Linked DNA regions of Ovis aries: region 2 is linked to region 1. The links are chromatin contacts, called in public Hi-C maps. All regions are on one chromosome and are shown on one strand. The core of a region is the stretch at or near the end of the contact, and the rest is flanking DNA. Distances in the headings are between cores, read along the strand shown.

The links. Hi-C and Micro-C count contacts between places; a contact is called where the count stands out from the background.
Region 2: a Hi-C map of tail adipose tissue shows a contact between it and region 1, with 1.9 times the contacts expected there. The contact joins the promoter of SLC16A1 here to the enhancer-like site in region 1. A contact is called at or near these places in 3 of 16 Hi-C or Micro-C datasets (hypothalamus, mixed tissues and tail adipose tissue).

What each region holds. Positions count from the first base shown.
Region 1 is chr1:90,299,026-90,306,273 of ARS-UI_Ramb_v3.0, reverse strand. No RefSeq gene overlaps it. Among named protein-coding and RNA genes, the nearest start is that of SLC16A1, 51 kb to the left of the region's middle. Within about 2 kb of position 3,988, at least 38 of the 54 cell types and tissues checked have an H3K27ac peak or open chromatin away from gene starts, as enhancers often do. A contact at or near this core is called in hypothalamus and tail adipose tissue, where this site is marked.
Region 2 is chr1:90,348,357-90,355,604 of ARS-UI_Ramb_v3.0, reverse strand. SLC16A1 (solute carrier family 16 member 1) reads left to right here and starts at 2,449. Exons shown (of 5, transcript XM_042252642.1): 1 at 2,449-2,567.

The DNA of each region.
Region 1 (7,248 bases), core at 2,739-5,238:
TCGCCCTACCTCACCTAAGGGAGTTTTAACTGGATGTCTGAGAGACTCCAGAGCAGAGAGAAGGGGAAAGCTATACATACAAGTTACAATTTAGCAAAGCCTAAGTTCAGGCCATTTTCTCTTCCTCCTCCAGCCAAAGGGTCTTGACCCCTGACCTCTGACCCTCATGATAGGAAAGTTACAAGGGACATCAGCACAGCCTTACACAGAGCTCCTGGGCTCCCAGCTTGTACTGGGGCAGGCATTGGAGACAGACGCCACCCCCGGTCTCCTTCTCTGAAAGCTCTATGTTCCTTCTGCTGTGAGATTCTTGATGAAAGGACAGGCCCACCGTCCAACAGACTCAGCCTTTGGAATCAAGGCATTTCCCCAGAGGCTCTTTTCAGCAAAGAGACATGAATCCCCCCAGAGGCTCTTTTCAACAGAGAGACATGAATCCACCCCTGTCATAACATAGCATCTTCTTAGCGATTCACTGTCACAGTAGGGTAGTGCAGGCAAATTACAGGCTGGCTTTGGTCAGAGCCTAGGAGAGAGGCCTGGAGCCATCCATCCTATGTGGGTCTGGGCATTGGAAAATAATGGCAGTGTTACCGAGCTGAACTTGGGTCTGCTTGCTCATGGCATAGCAAAGCCAACTTACTAACTCCAAGTTGTGATGAAGGCAGGTACAGCATTTACTGCAGGGCCCAGCAAGGCGGAGAGGCGGCTTGAACCCTCGAAAGATCCAAACTCCCAGCTGGCTTTCACGGCAGTGTTTTTAAAGGCAACGTTTGGGGTGAAGGGCTGCAGGGTGCGTGACTTTCTTCTGACTGGCTGGTGGTGAGGTAACTGGGTGATAATTCAGGAATCTTAATCACCAGCCTTCTGGTTCCTACCTCTGGATCTGTGTGCTTGTGCTCAGCTTGACCTCCACCTGAGTAGGGGTCTCAGTTCCTGCAGAACAACTCAAAGATATATGTCAGATTGCTATATATCAGGACTCTGATTTATCACTCAACTATTGTCTCTTGGCTGCTTCTCCTTTATTTCAGCATTCCCTCACTTCCCTAGTCAGTAACTGCTTGAATCTACTCAGGCCTAGAAGACTAAGGCCTTTTCCTGCAAACAAATGGAAAGGCTTTTTGTAGTTGGGAGACCCCTGCTAGGTTTCAATTCACTTTTTTCTTTGATAATCCTCAATCCTGAAGGGAACACATGTGGGACAAGAAAGGGAATAAAGTTTTGCATAGAGAGATTAAGCATAAACTCAGCAGAAGAACTCTTTTTTTTTTTTTTTTGGCGGGAGGTCAGTTTCAATAGGAGAAGGCAATGGCACCTCACTCCAGTACTCTTGCCTGGAAAATCCCATGGACGGAGGAGCCTGGTGGGCTGCAGTCCATGGGGTCGCTGAGAGTTGGATGCGACTCAGTGACTTCACTTTCGCTTTTCACTTTCATGCATTGGAGAAGGAAATGGCAACCCACTCCGGTGTTCTCGCCTGGAGAATCCCAGGGACGGTGGAGCCTGGTGGGCTGCTGTCTATGGGGTCGCACAGAGTCGGACACTACTGAAGTGACTCAGCAGCAGCAGCAGCAGCAGCAGTTTCAATAGTAACAGCATTTACTATTGATTCAGCATTCCACACTCCTAATTTCTAAATCTTAATAATTCTGCAATGTGATTATTGTCCCCATTTTGCAGATGATGGAACTGAAACGAAGTAATCTGCTCATTTAAGTTCACATGGCTACTAGGTGGCTGAGTGAAATTTCAACCAACCCAGGACTGATGCTAATGCCTTTTTTTTTTTTTTTAAGATTTATTTATTTATGGCTGTGCTGGGTCTTGACGCTATGCTGGGACTTCTCCGGTTTCAGCAAGTGGGTGCTGCTCTCTAGCAGTTTGCAGGCTTCTGATTGCAGCGCCTTCTCTGTTTGTCCTCCTGGGCTCTAGAGCAAGGGCTTAGTCACTGTGGTGCCTGGGCTCAGCCGTCCCGTGGCAGGTGGTGTCTTCCCAGCCCAGGGATCGGGTCCATGTCCCCTACACTAGCAGGCAGATTCTTTACCACTGGGCCACCAAGGAAGCCCACTAATGCCTTCTTAATGACTACATGGTCATTAAGCCTTGCTCCCTGAACCAGCCAGGTTTCTGCTACTCCCCAGGGTAGTCCCATCCCAGAAGGATGCTGTTCTCTCACATCTTACTCATGGTTGTTTGGCTGGACCTAGAAATGAGGCGCCTAGAAAGATGAGGTGTACAGAGCCAGGGCCAGGCCCCTGGGGAGACGTCTGGAGCCTCGCTCTTGTTCTCCCTCCCCCATAGGGTGTCTCCTGGCACCTCAAAGTCCTGCTCATCCAGAGGACACCTGTGACTTCCTATCCCTCCTCTTCCTTTGACTGAGAAGTTGCAGGACTTTCTCCTCTGCTCTGGGACACTGCCTGGGGCCTCAGCTTACTGGCCAGAGGCTCCCACCCTGGGCTTAATTTCCACTATAATGCTCTCAAATTCTGGGCTGAGGCTCTAGGATACAGCCCACAGAGCACTTTTACACGCAGTAGCTGTGACTGGTGGGATGGGGAGGAGCCTCCAGGTCCCCCTAGCTGTGCCCCCAACCCCCTTCACCCCCATCCCCCATAGGGGAGGAAAAATAACTTTCCTCAACTCTTCTGAGCTCTCAACTGAGACCTCTGTAAACAAAAAGATAAATAAGAAAGAAACCGAAGTTTATTCACATATACTTGTACACCAGGGAGATACCCAGGAGAAAAAAATTAACTCTCCCAAGGGGCCTAAGCTAGCAGTTTAAACACTACCTTCCGCCAAAAACAGAGGAAGCAAAGGTGAGAGGGGGTCAGGGAGGAAGCCAGTTCTGGGAGATTACCAGGAAAAGCAGAGTAAACAAGGGGAAGGATTGTTATGTAGATTTAAGTAAACGCCCTTTCCACAGATTTTTATAATTCTGTGATTTATAGTCAACTTCTCCACCCACTGGGGGAGACACCCTCGCAAATGGAGATTTCTTTTATAAATGCACATCTCTCTCAAAAGAGTCATTTCTACTGTTTTTCAGAAGCTTCCTTTGTCTGTAGTTGCTGAAAATAATCAGCTCAAAATAATCCTTCTGCCCTGGAGGCGTATTTGAGATGGCCTATTCTCCCACTCTTCATACCCTCCTCAAACCTGGGCTCCCTGCCACTGGTTTTAGGAGAAAAAAAATGTTCTGGCCTAAAGTGAGGTCAGCAGGGTTTCTCAGGTCACAGACCTCTGCTGGGCTATTGCCCTGGGGCACAAGTTAGTAACACCAAGTCCCTGAGCAGCAGGAAGAGGCAGGATCCAGGTCTGGCAGCAATGTGGCATGCCAGCGTTGGGTGCTGAGCCACACCACTAGAAGGCTTGGTGGGGGAGGGGGTGTCTGCAGACCCACGAGGAAGGCCCCAGTCCTGCTGGGCCAGACTGAGGGAGGTGTCCTCCACAGGCCAGCAGTCAGGCTCCTCCCTCCTCTTTCACACCCGGGGCTCCTGAGGGGGAAGAGTTCTGAGTCCTCAGCAGCTGGATCTTGCTGCAGGTTCCTCTTCCTGTTTGTGCCAGCCTCAGAGCCTAGGGAAGCAGGAACAGCCCCTCTCCGCGCCCTGCTCCCACTCTCCACTATATTCCTGGGGAAAACACACACCCACACCCTCTAACCTAGATAGTCACTCCCAAGCAGCACATGCATACCACACACCCCTCAATAAACAGCAAACGCCCACCCCGCCCCCCACAGGCAGCCTTGATGGAGACTCCCATGATTTCCTCCCAGCCTGAAAGCCGGCTCTGTTTCCATTCGAATCTCACACCGACTGTCTTCAAGGTTTGACCACACAAGAAACCTGAGGGGCCAGTCTGTAGGTGGACAGGATGCGCTCCTCCACCCTACTTTCCTCAGAAGGCCTCTCCCGGGCTACTCTCCTTTCCTGTCCCCAGCCCATCCTGGCACGCCCGGCCGCCACCGCCGCTTAGATGTAGCAGCGTGGGGCGCCCTCGTGTGGGCAAGGGCAGACCTGCAGCCCCACCGCCAGGGTCCCGGGCTGCCCTCCTCCTGCACCCCAACTGCCCTCCTCCGGGAGCCCCTCCCGGGCTGTCCCACAGATGTCAGGGCTCTGCACTGCCCACGTCCACTATTCCAACTGGCCTGCCTCCAAGCTACATTCCCTCCTTTTACCTCTGAATGTTTTCTCATTTATATTTTCAAATTCAAAATTCTACGCATTTTAAAACCTAGAAGTGAAGTGAAAGTTGCTCAGTTGTGTCCGACTCTTTGTGACCCCATGGACTACACAGTCCATGGAATTCTCCAGGCCAGAATAGCGGAGTAGGTAGCTTTTCCCTTCTCCAGGGGATCTTCCCAACCTAGGGATCAAACTCCAGTCTCTCACCTTGCAGGCGGATTCTTCACTGAGTCCCAAAGGAAGTCCAAGAATCCTGGAGTGAGTAGTCTATCCCTCCTCCAGCGGACCTTCCTGACCCAGGAATCAAACCGGGGTCTCCAAGACAGCTGTTAAAACCTAGACAGGTTTAAAAAAAGCAGAGACATCACTTTGCTGACAAAGGTCTGTCAACTACAGATTGGCACTTGCGCAGATGGCTGCCGATGACTGAACAACAAGGGCATTCGCCGTCTGCCTCTGCGGAGACGAAACCCTGCAAAACTGTTGACCTTGAGCACCCACTGAGGGAGTTCAGGGTGGAGTAAGGCACTCTGTGCTCAAGGGAGTCTGGTGGCACAGATCTTCAGATGGATGTTTCAGGAACAGATCTTATGATCCCAATCCTTGCATGTCCTCATATCTAGAAAAGCACTAAAACCCTTCATGGTGACATCAGGTCCTCGTGAATAGCAACAAACTTTTTATAAAATAAATGCTTAATGGTATTGAACTCCCTCTTCACCAAAACCTTATATGTTGACCTTCCCCCACTGCCGCTTTGGAGCAGTCTCTCAGAGCTATCTGAGGTGCTGCCTCGCAGCCTGCAATCCTCATTCTGCCCCAAATAAAACTTAACTCACAACTCCCAAGTTGTACATCTTTTTTTAGTCGACAGGTCTATACAGTCAAAGCTATGGTTTCTCCAGTAGTCATGTACGGGTGTGAGAGCTGGACCATAAAGAAGGCAGACTGCTGAAGAATTGATGCCTTCAAACTGTAGTGCTGGAGAAGACCCTTGGACAGCAAGGAGATCAGACCAGTCAATCCAAAAGGAAATCAACCCTGAATATTCATTGGAAGGACTGATGCTGAAGCTGAAGCTCCAATACTTTGGCCACCTGATGCGAACAGCTGACTCAATGGAAAAGACCCTGATGCTGGGAAAGATTGAGGGCAGGAGGAGAAGGGGCACGACAGAGGGTGAGATGGTTGAATGGCATCATCGACTTAAGAGACATGAGTCTGAGCAAACTCTGGGTGATAGTGAAGGACAGGGCAGCCGGGCATGCTGCAGTCTGTGGGCTCGCAAAGAGTTGGACATGACTGATTGAACAACAATGCATTTTAAAAGACATACGATAAGAAAGATACATAAGATACGAAACATGATACATCCATAAGATAAGAAAATACTATCTATAAAACATAATAGGGTTAACACCCATGAGGCTGCAACCCAAGAGAGGTGAAATATCAACAACCAGCATCTTCCTCTGTGTTGCTCTTCATCCCATTCCCTTTCTCCCCAAACGAGAAGTAACCACTGTCCTAAATTTCATATTTTCTCTTGCCTTTTTTTTAAATCCCAATTTTCCTTTTAAAATTAGCCATTTGAAAGTGTATAGTTGGGGTTTCCCTGGTGGTTCAGTGGCTAAGAATCCACCTTGCAATGCGAGGGACACCAGCTCGATCCCTGGTCCAGGAAGATTCCACATGCCTAGGAGCAACTAAGCCCATGCTCCACAACCACTGAGCCTGAGCCTCTGCGCTAGAGCCGGCAAGTCGAAACTACAGAGCCTGCATGTCCCGGAGCCTGCGCTCGGAAGCAAGAGAAGGCACCACAGCCAGAAGCCTGTGCACTGCAATGAAGAGTGGCACCCCCAGCCCTGCGACCGGAGAAAACTCTGGTGGAGCAGTGAAGACCAGCACAGCCAGAAGGAAAAATAAATTGAATTTTTTTTTTCTTTAAGTTCTTGCGCTTAGGTTCCTGATGCATTTTCAGTTGGCATCTGTCAGGTTCTGCTAACGGGGAGCACTGAAGAAAAAGGGTGGAGGAGTGAAGAAAAGGCTCCCTTTATCTCCATCCCTGCTGGTTCCTTCCAGCGATTCTCCAGTGGTGGCACTTAACCCCAGCCTCCAGTCCTTTCTTCTTTCCCCTCAAACCTCTCACTTCCTCTCAGAGGCAGCAGTAGGTGGGGTCCTCGGAGGTCAGAGTTCCACTTCCTTAGAGCTCTTCCTCCAAGCTCCTGCGAAGTCTATATAACCCTCTCCTGACCCTTTGCTTCTCCACCCTTTGCTTCTCCAGAAAGCAGGGAGCTGCTTTCTGACTTTTATTAAGGGACGAGCTCAGCACGCCCTGTCTTCTTTCAGCCCTCCGGGGCATCTGCCAACAACATGCTGTATTAACTTCTCTAATTGAAAGTGTAACTTCTGCTTTCCAGACTGGGTCCCAGCTGATACAGTGAATATGCCATTATCTGTTCACCCATTCACCTTTTGATAGATGCTGGCACTGTTTCTAATCCTACTGTTTCTATGTTCTACTTCTACTATTTCACTTTGAACAATGATACCAAGACCTTTTGTACACGTGTTCTGTACACAGTCCTAACATTTCCCTATGTATGTAAAAGAAATAAGATGCTGGGTATTAGGGTATACAAATGTCCCATTTAACAGGCAACTGTCAAATCTGTTTCTGGTTTACACTGCATTGGATGCAATAATATCCTGCTTATTCACATATCCAGATTCCACATATGCCTCTGTGTGTGTGTGGAGGGGCCCACAAGCCTGGGAGGTGAAAGAGGCTTTCATGGACCCCAGCCAACAGATAAACTTGTGTGTCCCTGGGGAAGCAAGAGACTAGCCCCACCTGAGGAAAGCTCACTGGTGCTCTGAATGGAGATACCTACCTTTGCACCCAGGTCTTGTGTTGATCAAAGGAGAATCACATATCTCCTCCTTATATGTTAAGAAAGGGGAACAGGTTCTGTGCAACTGGTAGCAATTTCATGAGAGCCCTTAACACAGAATCCTGCTGCATTTAACAAATGCTCACTAAATACTAGTTCCCTTT
Region 2 (7,248 bases), core at 1,200-3,699, 51 kb before region 1:
TCTTGCATTGCAGGCAGATTCTTTACCATCTGAGCCACCGGGTCTGTAAAATGGGGATTATAATAGTACCCAGTCCATAGCATTTTTATGAGGAGTAAATGAGTTAATATGAGTAAAGCGCTTAGATCAATCAATGCCTGGCATATAACAAATATCCCCTAAATCTTAGCTATCATCACCAATATCATTAATTGGTATTATTATTCCCCTACTCTCAGCTTACCTGCCTAGAAGAGGGAAGGGAGGGAGGGAGAGAGGATAGAAGAAGGGACAGAAGGAGAGAGGAAAAAAGAAGGAAAGAGCAAGCTCAGGGTCAGCCAAGATCAAGAAAGTAGATAGGGCTGGTAAATACGCAGGACCATGCCTAAAACAAATGCTTGCTAGGAGAGATTATAATCAGTGATGGAGATTATGAGGTACATCAGCCCAAATCAGCCTGTGCTGGCAGAGGCAAGAAGAAGGAGACAAGTCACATCAGACCACTGAATGGGATGACGATATGGGAAAAGGACTTTGGAAAAAAGAGCCTCACCCAATTTGGCTGAAATCAAATTGAATTAAGAGGATAAACAGGTCAAAAAGGAATATTCTTATTCCCCATTTGGATAGTTCTATAAATTTCTCTTCCTATATTCCCAATCGAAATACTATAAATTTTAAATGGGGGAACGTTTTTAATCTATTAAGTATTCTTGTGTTTTAAAAGAATGCTTTCCTGTTATTTCCTATCTCACAGAAATGATGGAATAACTGAGGGAATGGAAGTGAAGTATGCAGCTGAATTCCAGAAAAAACACGGTAATTTTATTCTTCTCCTTTTCCAGATAAAAAAATTGAGTAGCTTTCTCAGTCTGAATAGTAACTAGTTGTTTTGAACCTTCAAAATTTGCGTTTTCTCATTCTATTACTAATTTGTGAAGTTATAACTCTTACCTTGAAATCTTCAGAGGTTTTGCTCACTTATTAACAAGCTTGCAAACAGTCCATCAACATTTAAGATAGAAAAGTCTACCTGGAAAATTTTGTGATAGTCAAAAGCCACTAGAGAGCACCATACCTTCCTTCTCTGATTTTGCAAGACCCTGTGATGAAATGCTTTTATCTTAAAAATTCCTTGGTACAATAACTTTGAGCCTAGATATCTGGTTCTTCTGATCATGCCATTTATTAGATGGGTGGCCTCGGAAAAGTCTTTTAGCTTCCCTGGACCTTAATTTCCTTTTCTGTAAAATTAGGGAGTTATGCTAAATGATCTTAAACCTCCTCTCAGCTCTAAATTTCTGATCTTACTAGTTTACCTCTTCAATGTCTCGTGGATTAATCAGGAAGAAAACCTGGCAGAACAGCAAGAATTTTACCTGTATCATTTCATCACTTTTGCCAGCTCACCCACCTCAGTTTTCACTTTTTCAGCTAAGAATCTTGGAATTGCTTTTTTTTTAAATTGGAGGATAATTGCTTTACACTGTTGTGTTAGTTTCTGCTGTTCAACAATGTGAGTCAGCTGTAAGTATACATATCTCTCTCTCCCTCTAGAACCTCCCTCCCTCTCCCCCCATCCTGCGCCTCTAGGTCATCACAGAGCACCAAGCTGAGCTTGCTGTGTTATATAGCAGCTTCCCACTATCTGTTTTACACATGGTAGTGTATATATGTCAATGGAGTTGCTTTTTATCTTTGCCTCTTATAAACTTTGTGGAAAAATTATAATATTAATTCATAAACATTTATAGGGTGCTTTCCAAGTTCCACCAATCACTTTTGCAAATACTATCTTACCTGACTATCACAACAATTCAGATTGATGGATACCATCTTCAAATTACCTGGTTAAAAAAAACAGGCCCAGAATAGGTCAGTGAATTAATTGCCCAAAGTAACAGGGATAAGTTTTGGGAACAAGTCTTTTGATTCCAAAGCCTGTATTCTTTTCACAACATTTCAAAGCCTACTAGGGGCAGATCCAGATTTTATGGGGCTTGTGGTATATATATTTTTGGTGGACATCTTCAAGAAAAGGAATACAAAAGTACAATCTATCACTAAGTATGATCCTGTGACTACATTGTTAGGACCAAGTGAGGGACCTTTAGAGTTAATCTTCAGCATTCAATTTCACAGTTTCCCCTAGCTATACATTTATGTAGTTCTTACTATATGCCAGACACTAAAGTAAATATTAATTTTATTATTATAACAACCTTATGAGGAAGGTACTGTCCCTGTTTTACAAAGCAGAGAATGAATGAGGCTCAGAGTGGGGGTGGTGGGGTGGTGGGGGTTATGATTTTACCTAAGGACAAAGACGTGGTAAGTGCCAAGTATTCAAGCTGGAATTCAGATCTGATCCTGGGTCCATATTGTGAATCTACCACACTATGCTCCTCCTACATTCCACTGTTCAGGTCCTGACAGTTCATATCTGAACCAGTCCTAGTCTGTCTTCCTAACTCTCCTACCATCTACCCTGAATGCTGCTTATTATACCCGTCACAGTCCTGAAGTGCTGCTGAAGTCCTGACCAACTGAAGGACCTGAAGAGCCTTCCTTCTCTGTACTTATCAAAGGTAAAAAAAACAATTATTGCTCATAAGTGGCACTTGGCTTTAGATTCCATGCTGTTTTCTAACGTGGTGAACTGTTACTGAAAACTTTTCCTTGCATGAAACAGAGGCGGAGTGGGTGAGAGGGAGAAAGTATTTGGAAACTTTCAGAATCTTATCCCTCAGGGCCCATTCCATTACAATCTAGGTTCTTCATTTGCAAAACAAAAAGCTGACCACTCGGGATTGTAAAGAGAATTAAGTAAGCGAGGGGTCAGGGGAGGAGAGGAGCGCAGGCTTCCAGTGCTGGTCACTGTTGGTTTGTCTCCATCTGACTCGACCTCCCCCCTAAATCTTGAAGTCAGGCGCCTTGACCCATACATTCTCGGTACTTCTCAAAAGTCTCGGACATCAGAGGCACTCCATGTTTCTTCAGATTGATCACTTCAACATCATAGGGTCCTGAGGATAGTTCAGGTGAACTGCTAAGCATATAATCGGCCCTTCAGAACCGTTAGCTATAATTATATTTTGTCACAAACCCTCAGCGTCCATAAAGATTTGGCCTCTCTGCAGTCTCATTTCTTCATCTTTCTGACACACAGATCCTCTCTTGGGACCAGTGTCGCCACCGTCTGACCAGCTCTTTCTCCCGACTTCTGTGTCCATACCCACCATTCATCAAATGTAAAAAAGTTCCATAAATTCTCTCATCAAAATCACCAAAAGCCCTTCTGAGGTGGCCTGTATTACTGTTTCCATTTCAGAGAGCAGGAAGCAGGCCCTGAGGATTTGAGTGACTTCCCCGAGGTCACTGATCTCAAGTAGCGAGGCCGCAGCCCGCGCTCTAAAGTGCCGGCTTTCGGCCTCTTCCCGGGTCCGAGATGCACCCGCATCCATTCAAACCCCGCCCAGTCCCTCACTTCCAGTCATTTCCCAGCTTCTCCGCGCACCGTCGCCCCCCACACCTGAGTCAGGCCCCAGGCAGCTCGCCCAATCCATCCTTGGCGGTTTTCCGCTTTTCTCCACCAGAGACTAAGGGTGAGATCGACGTTGGTGCCCCAGATGCGAGTAGATCACCCCGAGGTCCTCCGACGGCGGGCCGAAGGGGAGACTCCGCAGAGGAGCGCGGCTACAAGGTCCCTGCCGCATAGCGGGGGAGCCGCGCGCGGGTCTTGCCGGGCCGCGGGTCACGTGGCGGGGAGGGGGGCGGCAGCGCGCGCGAGCGAGAGAAAGCGAGTGAGCGGGCGCGCGCCTGAGAGCTGTGGAGGCGCGAGTCGCGGTTCGGGTGTAAGTGTAGGGGGGAGGGGGCGGTGGCCGTGAGGGCCAACTCCACCCCTGTGCGCATGCTCCGGCCCCGGGTTATAAGGCAGCCTCGCGGGCCGGGCCCGACAAAGTGCTGGCGCGCTGCTACGTGACTACCCGGTCGCGTGGGTGCCCGGACGAGCGAACTAGGCAGCCGGCAAAGGACGCGACCTGTACCGTGGGCCCAGCGAAAACTCCAGCCGCGCCGCCGCGTCACGCTCACGCTAGGCGCCGCGAGCCGCGCATAACGGTTAGTTGGTAACGGCCGGTTGCGTGCTTGGCGGGGACCCTGCGGTGCCCTTGCTTCCTCCGCGTGTTTGGAGGGAGGCGTGGGGGAGTGGAGGGCTTGGTCTCTGAGGGAGGGGCGACGGCCGGGCGTGGGCTTAGGACCGCAGCAGCCACGTGGCCTCGGAGCGCAGTGTTGCTGAAGGAGACCTTGAAGCGCTGGGGACAGCGCCTCAGCAGAACTGTAGCCCCGTTGTCAGGTGCGGGCCAGCGGCCTGGCCGAGGAGTTGGGTCGTGGTGCCGGTGACCTTGGGAAAGTCGCTTCCCCTCTAGTCTTAAGTAGACTCTTGAGGAGATGCTTTTGATCTAGGCAAGGGACGACGTGAGGTTGACTCACGTGGTGCCTTCAAGCTGCTGGCCGCGTTCTCCGAGGGTAGGGATTCAGGGCGGGAGTTATTTTGGACTCGTGGCACGCCCGCCCCAACCTCTTCGGCCAGCCAATCCTTGTCCCACCTGGTGACTTGCGGCAGTGGCTCTGGGGAGCTGCAGTCCCCGTAGCCAAGACGTGACTGCAGGGTTTGAGGGGACTTAGCCGAGGGAACATTGCAACTGGCAGACTCCCGGAGTGGTGCTGACGGGAACTCTTTGTCATTCAACCTGTGGCTGCGGAACGTCCGCCGCAGCGCCCTCACTCTGGGACTTTAAGGCGGCCCTGAGGAGAGGAGTCTGAAGCATAGCGTTACACTTGGTATGATGCTCGCTTTTTGTTCCAGATACATACTTTGTCCCCACGTGCGTTTTAACATTTCATTTCTTTGTCACGACTCAAATGCGACAGGCAGTTGCCAAAATTAGTTTGTAATTAATCTTAACCCCTAAAAAAGTACTACTTGAGTCATATTCCTAGTGTGCTATACTTCGCATCTGCTCTGTCATAACTAGTTTTGAAACTTGTTTTTCCAAAAATTATTCTGGTTTTGAAATAAAATGTGGACACCTCAGTGCCCTGATAAATGTGGGTATAGTTACTAGGGGAATATGACACAGTGAACTCTGAATTGTGAGTTTTTTAGAGCGTAAGTAGGAATTAGCCATTAATAAGCAATTTTGATGGCTGTTACCAGCCCAGTGAGGTGATGCAGAGAATATGTATTTTAGTGTAGTTTTTTAGTTAGGCAATAAAAATATCCTTAAGACCAAGTTTTATGCCTTAGGGTACAATTTTGCCTTTAGGTTGCCATAGAGAAAATATATAGTTTAAGACATTTAGCCCTTAAAACAGGTATTGGGTATTATTTAAACACAAGTTGAACTTTAGTAATTAATTCAGGATTGGATGCTGTTCTTTCATTGGACTGCATTGACCCTTGTTAAAAATGCAAGTTAATGGTCTGGGGAAATTTTTATAGCTGAATAGGTTTAAAGGTTTAGTTGTAAGCTTGACATAATAGGCTATAACATACCTAAACAGATTAAAAAGGAAAAAGATTCATGTTACCATAGGATGAACCAACTGATCAGTGTTTAAATAGTTTACGTATCTTTTGGCCTTTTAAATGTTAATTCATATAACTGTGGAAAAGATCTTACTGACCAGCTAGTCAGTTTTCCTTATTTTATAGATTAGGAAACTGTTAGGGAGGTTAAGTGACTTCTGATCTTAGTTCTGAAAACTTTAATGGTTAGGTGAGAATTATGTAACTTTTGACTCCCATTTAATGAGTTCAGCACTCCTGAACTTTCTTTAAAAATTATAAATATTGGTATGAAATGTGTGTGTGTGAGAGAGAGAATCACTCAGTCGTGTCTGACTCTTTGCAACCCCATGGACTGTAGCCCACCAGGCATCTCTGTGGAATTCTCCAGGGGACCTTCTCGACCCAGGGATTAGACCCCAGTCTTCTGCATTTCAGGCAGATTCTTTACCATCTGAGCTACCAGGGAAGCCCTAGATATGAATTATCTTATGCCAAAAAGGTTATTTTGAATAATTAGTAACTTCCCAACTTATACCTTCATTCTCACTGTGTTTTCCATCCACTTCATAATATGCCTTCCTATGAAGGATTTAGGTCCCTGCAGATGTCTACATGGCATTTTGTTAGAGAAGAGGATTAGGAAGATGGGACCTGATTTGTTGGCTACCAGCCACTAGGATTCAGAGACACCTAGGATTCAGCAAGAACAAGTTCTAGCCCTGGAACTTCCCTGGTGGTCCAGTAGTTAAGACTCCATGCTCCCAATGCAGGGGGCCCCGGTTCAATCCTTGGTCAGGGAACTAGATCCCACATTCTGCAACTATGAGTTATCATGCCACAACTAAGACCTGGTACAGCCAAATAAATAAAAGTTAAAAAGAAAAAAAAAAGACTGTACTCCCAATACAGGAGGCCCAGGTTTGATCCCTGTTGGGGAAATGAGTTCTAGCCCTATCATTCCTGGAGTTTATAGTCTAACTGGAAAACATAATATATATTGACATAAATACCAGAACATGTACTCTTTATGAACAATTATTGAGTACGTAATAGAGGAAGTAGAGGTTCCTATGGGAACAAATACTGTATTATGTAGGTGTGAGACAACTCCCAGCTTAGTATAGAAGCAAAGGTAGTCCTCTCTGAGGAAATGCTGTTTAACTTGAGACTTGAAGGATGAATAGGAGTTAGCTAAAGCCAGAGAGTAATAGTGAAAAGAGCATTCCAGATCTGAGTACTGAAGCTGCAGTCAGAATACAGGGTACATTAGAAAAACTTAAAAAAGAGTTTTGCTAAAGCATAAAAATAGAGCACAGAGAACATGGAAAGATAGGAGTTGGAGAGATGGGCAATATCAGATAATGAAAGGCCTTAATTAGTCATTTTAAGGAGTAGAAAAGGGACTAAGTAAAAAGATTTAAGGAAGTGCTCTTGAAGCTAAATGAATCAAGTTCAATGGTTATAAATGGGGTTGGGAATGGCACGATCAGATTGAATTTTAGAAATAACACTCTGATAACAAAGTGGAGAACAGGTTGGAGGCTTTTGGAATTTTGTGAGATCACAGTGATGGACAAGATGGACAGTAGGGGGAAGATGGAAGAGAGAGGGAAACAGGATTCAATGATAGACCATATGTTGGAGACTAGGAAAGCCAGAGAAGTTAAAAATATTTCCCAGGTTTCTAGCTTGAACAA